Regions from separate parts of the Gasterosteus aculeatus genome. Here region 1 is linked to region 2. Evidence: chromatin contacts called from public Hi-C data. All regions are on one chromosome and are shown on one strand. The core of a region is the stretch at or near the end of the contact, and the rest is flanking DNA. Distances in the headings are between cores, read along the strand shown. Region 1 has its middle 13 kb from the start of LOC120832077. Region 2 holds the start of LOC120832182 (T-box-containing protein TBX6L).

Evidence for each region. Hi-C and Micro-C count contacts between places; a contact is called where the count stands out from the background.
Region 1: a Hi-C map of tail fin shows a contact between it and region 2, with 7 times the contacts expected there. The contact joins the enhancer-like site here to the promoter of LOC120832182 in region 2. A contact is called at or near these places in 3 of 6 Hi-C or Micro-C datasets (skeletal muscle, tail fin and whole body).

Annotation. Positions count from the first base shown.
Region 1 is chr14:10,260,962-10,264,439 of fGasAcu3.hap1.1, forward strand. No RefSeq gene overlaps it. Among protein-coding and RNA genes, the nearest start is that of LOC120832077, 13 kb to the right of the region's middle. Within about 2 kb of position 2,175, at least 2 of the 9 cell types and tissues checked have open chromatin away from gene starts, as enhancers often do.
Region 2 is chr14:10,132,252-10,135,957 of fGasAcu3.hap1.1, forward strand. LOC120832182 (T-box-containing protein TBX6L) reads right to left here and starts at 2,201. Exons shown (of 9, transcript XM_078088436.1): 1 at 2,128-2,201; 2 at 1,169-1,708; 3 at 903-1,005; 4 at 132-296; 5 at 1-30. The coding sequence starts at 1,296.

The sequences.
Region 1 (3,478 bases), core at 925-3,424, 130 kb after region 2:
GTCTTGAAAATATATGGAGACGGGTTCCCCTCATTATCTGTTGTATTCAATAAACCACCAATGTGCAAGAAGCCAGCGCTTCCCAAAACTTCCCCAAACAGCAACAGCTGAATCCAAATGTGCAAGCTCTGGGCTGGCAGACTGAGCACTCATGGACTGAGGATACGGGAGGTGTTCTGCGGTTGACTGGAGTGCTCAGCATGGCATTACGAGTTTACAAGGGCACGGAGTGAGAGTCTGCATTGAGAGGGTGAATGTGACTTTCCAAAACAAAAACACCGCAAATATAAGACAGTGAGCATTCAGCAAGAAATCATTAGCCCATCTTAATTGATGCAATAATAAGTGACGGTTGTTGAGGAAATATGAAGACATTTTTAATGCGTTCTATGTTGATGTATTAGTGTGACATCATGACATGTATTTCTATTATTCAGTGCTGTGAAAATGAAAACCAATTGAAATGTTCTGTCCATGTTGGAGAACAGCACAGTTGCTTTCCCAGAGCTGAGTTATGCAACTTGAACTTTTCAAACCCTGGACACAACACGATTGGGGTCGGCTTATCAGTAATTGTGGTCTGACCTGTTAGATGTGGTCATGCAGATGGTACACCAACCTTATCTCTGTGGAGCAGTGGAAGTGTTGCCGTCTGTCGGTTTGTCTCGATGCTTTGGCCTCCACTTTTTGCCTCGGCTTAGTTTGGAGGCTTTTGGACATTCGAATTTAGGGATGACAGAAACTGTCCGGTCCATAACTGGAAACACCAAGCAATCTGTCCGGTCTTCAGCAGCTAGCAGAAGTCTCACAACTCACAGTCGGCTGTGTGTGGGAGAACGCGCTATTGATCTAAATGAATAACCACCAGCTGCACAGATAACAATGACTGAACCAACCATGTGGGATTGTGATTTTGATCTCAGCACTCAAGAAGAAATCGAGGTCTTTCCGTTATTTCATTCAAGCTTATCTCACAGTTTTGTGTATATTAATGAACTTTTGCTTCAACAGGCTTTGTTTGCAAGAACAACAAATTGAGCTTGAGTTATATCCAAACACTATTGTCTGGATATGATCATAAGATATTCAGAATATTTGATAAAATTCTGTTTTTCAGCTAATGGTTGTTTTCAAAGATTTTGTTTTACGGATATGAATAAAGAGTGGTGATCATTTTTGATGTTATGAAATGCATTACTATACGCAATAGTATTTCTGAATTATGGTTGAAATAATAGATTTCAACCATATATATATAACCATATATATATAACCCTAACCCTCTGTCCCAATCCACCTCTCATCGTTTTCAATTACAGTTCGACCGACACGTAAGCCGTACTTAAGGGTTCAGGGTTCATGTCAGTTTCTACCCTTCCATTAGACCAGCCTTATTCTGTTCAGCATTAAAATATTGATTTCACTTTGCACTTGTTACAGAAGGGAGGAGGTCGGTGATATACGGCATCTCATTGTGGCACCTAGCAAGATCCTCTAGTCACTGTAGTTTTGAAGCCATTTCGCAGGCAATGACATAACCAACTCCCACGTGTCGAGACGCGACAAGACAAAAGCATAGTCTCCTCTAAATGACTGAAAACAACAGTCTTTTAGTTCCTGCTGTATTTGGCCTTTATCAAATGGCAACATGAGAAGGAATCAGAGAAGGCTGCCGTCATTGAGGATGTGTGGGATGTAAAACAAACTGCATACGTGGGTGCAACTGTTTCCACGGATAGTCCTATGCATTAAACTATGATGCAGCACTGTGAGTCTATGTTAAACTGGTTAGGTATGAGAAAAAATTTGTTATTCAAAATAACTCATGACATTTAAGGCTTATGTTGTTTTGACCCACCCTTCTCACACTTGACTCGACAGACATGTACTGGCAAGTCAGAGAGGCCAATGCTGCCACGGTATTTTCAGGTCTCTCGTTAAATAATATATAATAAAACCCTTGGCTGCAGGAAATTCCCCCTTTTTGATATCTCAAGGGGGTCATGCAGTTTGGGTTAGTTATTTTCCAATCAAGTATTCATTTCCAGTTATTAGCAGAGTTCTGGAGAGTTAAGAGGCTGAAGATATGCTTGTCAGGATCTATCCTCCTGAGTGATACGGTGTGTGTGTGTCTGTGTGTGTGTGAGCGCAGACGGCTGTGACTGTACACGTGCCCGTGTGTACTCAGGCATACTGCATAATCCTTCAATGAACGTTACTGCCTCTGACTGATGTCCCCCCCCTCCCCCCAGTGGTGCAATAACAGCCTCTGCTTGTTTCTTCTCGTGTGACCCCTCTTCTGTCTCGCTGTTTTTGGAGCCCGTTGGTTACGGGAGGGAGGGGGGGCAAGGGGGGGGGGGGGGGGGGGGGGCAAGGGCGTTGGTGCTTTCAGAGCCACATCTAATAACGCCCCCCTCGTTGGCACAACTGATTGGTTGTAACCATCCGTGTTGGTAACAAAGCAGTATTGTTAAATAACAAGTGCACAAACACCGCGTGGGATGATGCTGCTTATTAGGTGGATATCCATTTTATTTACTGATTACACTCTGATTGCATATCGACTGTGCCGCAGTGTAAGTGGAATTCATCAAATTGAATCTATTACTGAATCTGCTAATCCAACAATGGCAGTAAACCCTCTCGCCCTCAACCGTTTCCATTTTCTCGGACTCTAAACTACAGGCAAACTAGGTCTGTCCACATGTTGTAAATCCTCGGTGCTGGTTTCTCTGAAGTGAGCGAAGACTCTCGCAGGGTTGAATTCTACTTTGAAAATATTAAAGATTGGACGTTTAGCCTCTCCATCAAAGTTTTGTAACTAAAATCCAGTATCATCTGCTCCCTAAAGCCTCGTAATATGTAAGAAACACACAAGCAAAGCAGCATTTGCTTTGAAGCACGCAAATAAAAAACACTTTATACTTCACTGTATGAATAAACATTGCAAGCTGCATATTATTTAAAAAATGTGCTGTGCTTGTGTGAACCATTTTGCAGGTGAAATGGAAATGGGATTAGACCGCTCTTGATCACAAAACCAATTTGTCTTTAGCTTGCAGCGTCTCCTTTTTTTCGAATTCTTCACCCACAACCTTCTTCCCTTGCTGCAGATACAGTACTGTATGATTCACAAGGTTGCAAATCATTTGATTGTTTGTCAGTTCAATAAATTAAAATTCATTTGATAACCCCAAATCTTATATCCCTAATTTGCCTCAGAAGGCTTTAGAATCAGTACGGCATATTACATTCTCTGTCTCGGGACCCTCACGTACAAAGTGTTCATCAATCTCTTTTAAATCTGATGAAAGATAATGAAGAAACAGTTAAAAATAACTGTTTTTGAAGCTTTAAGTTTAGGCATGTGTCACTTCTTTCACTCCCCTGTGATGTTGCCTTACTGCTGAGTTAATTGCTTTTCCAATGCTTTGCGCGCCAATTTGTGGCTCACACGTAGTTGTTCTTTAATCTCTGT
Region 2 (3,706 bases), core at 951-3,450:
GTAGTAGCGGTGCATGGAGTGCAGGACGATCTGTTGGTTAAGAAGAAGAGAGAAAACTCGAGTAAAGTTAAAACTAGACATTACGTCGGTGTCGTCACCTGAACTGTGAATGCCGAGACGAGCGGTCTTACGTGGCCGTGTTGGTCCAACGTGTTGTTGGTGAGCTTCATCCTGAGAAAGGACAACGGCTGCTTCATCCAGTGACTTCCCGGGGCAGGAGAGTCTGGGTGCACGTACGTCCGACACGGGGGCTGAGGCTCTGCCTTCCCTGCGGCCTCCCACTGCTCCTTTTTCCACTGCAGAGAAACAGTGAGGGGGGGGGGGGGGGGGGGGGATGCAAAGTCATCAAGCATCACACCTCAGGGCATGTCTGATTAATCAGAAGTCTCGCCGAAGCATGAAATACGTTTATTTTTTCTTCTTTTTTTTAACAATACAATTCAGAGAGGGGGTGCATTGTGTTTAGAATGTTTTATTAAGGGGTAATAATAAACTATCCCTGTTTCAACAAATTCACCCCCCCACCCATGAAACCAAAGTCTCTCAAAGCTCTTCTAAAGTCCTTTCCCTTTATTATGTACCTCTTTGTTTCAAGTGTGTGCCCAAAGCGATATCTGTGACCAAATGGGCCTCAGCAGTTGGTGCAAGAGTCGTTGGATGTATGAATGGGCCGACTGCTACTCATTCAACGATATGTGAATAAGGAGGGATGCTAATTGATGGGGCTTCCAGCCGGGACTGCACAAACAGGAAGCAATGAAAGGCTTTGAAATGCGGCCGTGAGCGGCTCAAAGTGGGCAGACCCGCGTCTGGCCGCAGACTGTTGCGTTTTTTTTTGTTGCATTCTGCTGTTTTTTCATCCACCAAATGATCAACTCCAGCGCTAAACAGTATGCGCTTACCTTGTATTTGAAGCCGTCTGCGGGGACCATGTCTATCATGACGACGTAATTAGCGAAAGGTTGGAGCCCAGATAGACTGATGCTGCAGTGGGGAAACATCCTCCTGAAGCAAAACACAAGAGTTGTGTAAAAATATGTGCAACTCCTTTGCTCTTTTAGCGCAGCATCTTTTAGCATAGGACAATGTGTTACAGACAAGGTGATAAATGACACGATCACTATTGGCAGAAAGGAGAGAAGTAGAATTTGTTGGGCAGGATTGGTACCTTCCATGCTTTGTAATAATCATCTCTGTTCCAAAAGTATGGAAGGACTTCCAGAGATCAGCGTTCTCGAGAGTCATCCTGATGGAGTCCTGCTGGTACGAGTCAGCTGCTGGGGGGGACCGGGTCATCCTCAGACTTGATTTGTTCTGTAGGGAAAACACGCATGTGAACAACTCTGCAAAATCGGATGTGTTTATAAAACATGTGGCTGATTCATAGAAAAGTCATCAGGGGTTATTGAATACAGTCACACCCTGTAATCAATTGCATTTCAATTGAAAGCAAAGTAAAATAAATAAAAATAACTTTTCAATTCACGGTGGTTCGTGTGAGAACAAACCGCTGCATTCCATTTCACATTGTTGTCATACAGCACAGTCAGATCTGATTCCACAAAACTTACCAGAAACGTGTTGCTTGTTACTTTGTCTGCCTGTTATCGACACCAACGCCGCCTTGAGACAAAGTGCTGCTTTCAGATGTTCTCAGATGGGTCTCTATCCTGCTGAACTCGATTGGTCATCACAGAAAGGGCGGAGTCTGGACAGCGGAGGGGAGGGTAGATGGAGGGGAATGGGGGCCAGGTGAGAGTGTTACCTGATCTTGTTCAATTTCCCTGGTATCGGAATGTACGCTTACAGAAATAGCCATGAAGAAAGGCGTTTGGGTTTTATTCTAAGCATGTCTTTAAAAAAAATAATATGAAAAGATAACTCCATAAAAGTGCCATGGAGAGATAAATACATACAATCCCTGCGTGTGACTATTCTTGATTTACTGTCTGTTTGGCTTGGCTGTTGTTATCTTCTGAACAAGACATTGAGGGGTTAGAATACAAACTTAATGATGGGTCGTAAATAATTTTGCAGATACTGATGAAAGAGAGTAAACCACCCGCCACCGGATTCTGGTGCACTCATATTCTGTGTGTGTGTGTGTGTTAGGCCTGAGAAGCATACAAGATTCTCTCTCCTTCAGTCCAAGTTGAGGGACAGTGAGTAGAATTCCAAGGTGCCTCTGGGGGGAGGGGGGGGGGGGGGGGGGGGGGGCAGGCAGACATGTCCCTTCCTGGCAGCTCTGGTTGTGTATTGAGAAGAGATCACAAGATTGCAGAGGTGATTGGGAGTTGCAGTGAAGCCTTAAACAATGCTGGTAATCCTGTGGGGGCATTTGGGCCCGGCCCTCCACCCCGTGTTACTTCCACCCTGGGAGGTGTGGGAGGGAGGGGGGGAGGCGGGGGCTCTTTGCTGGAGCAAGAAGTTAGCAGCCCGTTTATATGCATGACTGACGGGAGGAAGCAGTTCAGGACTTTAGAGGATATTTAAGGAATTCAAAGCAACTTGTTTGTTTAATACTAAATGGATTTTATTGCACCAAACATGTTCCATCCTCCTGCTTCATGGAAAGGTTCAGTCATATAATACATACATTTGTGAGGTTATTGAGATACCATCAGTGTAAAGATCCTACTGCTTCAATGATGAGCTGGAACATGTGAATACAGAATAAATGATACAGTCTGACAGTGGAACAAAAACTAGATGGGTGGTTACAACTTTGACATTCGTAAGATAAAAAGAAAAAGGTGTTGTAAATTATTTCTACTTACTTCAATAAATCAAACGTATTGCATCAAGGTTTCAGATGAGCTGTTCTGAACCATCAATTTACCAAAGAATATAAATCAAAAGGAATCTGTAACAGCATTGATATTTCTCGTCCCTCAGTGAGCTGAGATTTGTGAGGAGAAACTCAGCCTTCAGAATGACCAGACACCTCATTTAAGGTGATGAATGTTTTTCAATTTTATTATGATTCTATTTCATTCCTACTTGGCTTTATTGACCGTTTTCTATTAACTACTCTACAGTAACTCTTTTTTCCCTTCTGATTATGTAATGGTAAAGTGGTTGAGGATGTACTGTAGAGTATTTTCATAGTATTTAGCTGATCTCTGCTGATTTCACAGCACACGCAGCCTTTGTTAGAACTTTACGAAATGTGTCAGCGCATGTTGACATATTCTCTGTTTAAATCAACTTCTGGTTTAAAGATGGATTCCAGTCTATTGCTGCCTGCGGCATGTGTCACATCTGCAACTATACAAAGTCAAGTCTGTGTAGAAGAATATATCAGTACCATCTGCCTCAGCTAATGGTGTTTCGGCATGATTGGGCAGTGCTATAATGGGAATGCAAATGAAATACAGTCGACGTTTGCATTGGATTTTGGGTAATTTGCATCTCAGTTTTAGCCAGTGACAAATCCAACGGAAGAGTAAACTGCAGTGCATGCATGCATGCATGTCCCATTTGTTTGTGTTAGATGTTTGTAGCATTTCTCCTGCATTACATTTGTTTGCTATAGTGTTTCTGTAATGCATCGGATATGCTGCAAAAAAAATAACCCATGGTGCAGGAAATGTTGTGGTTTCCACTTTTTCGAAAAGGTAACCTAAGCTGCATGTGGAAGATGCAGTGCATAACCCTGGTGGTTGTTTGGGGACGCGGCTCTGTGATCTGTTCACCGCTTCGGATG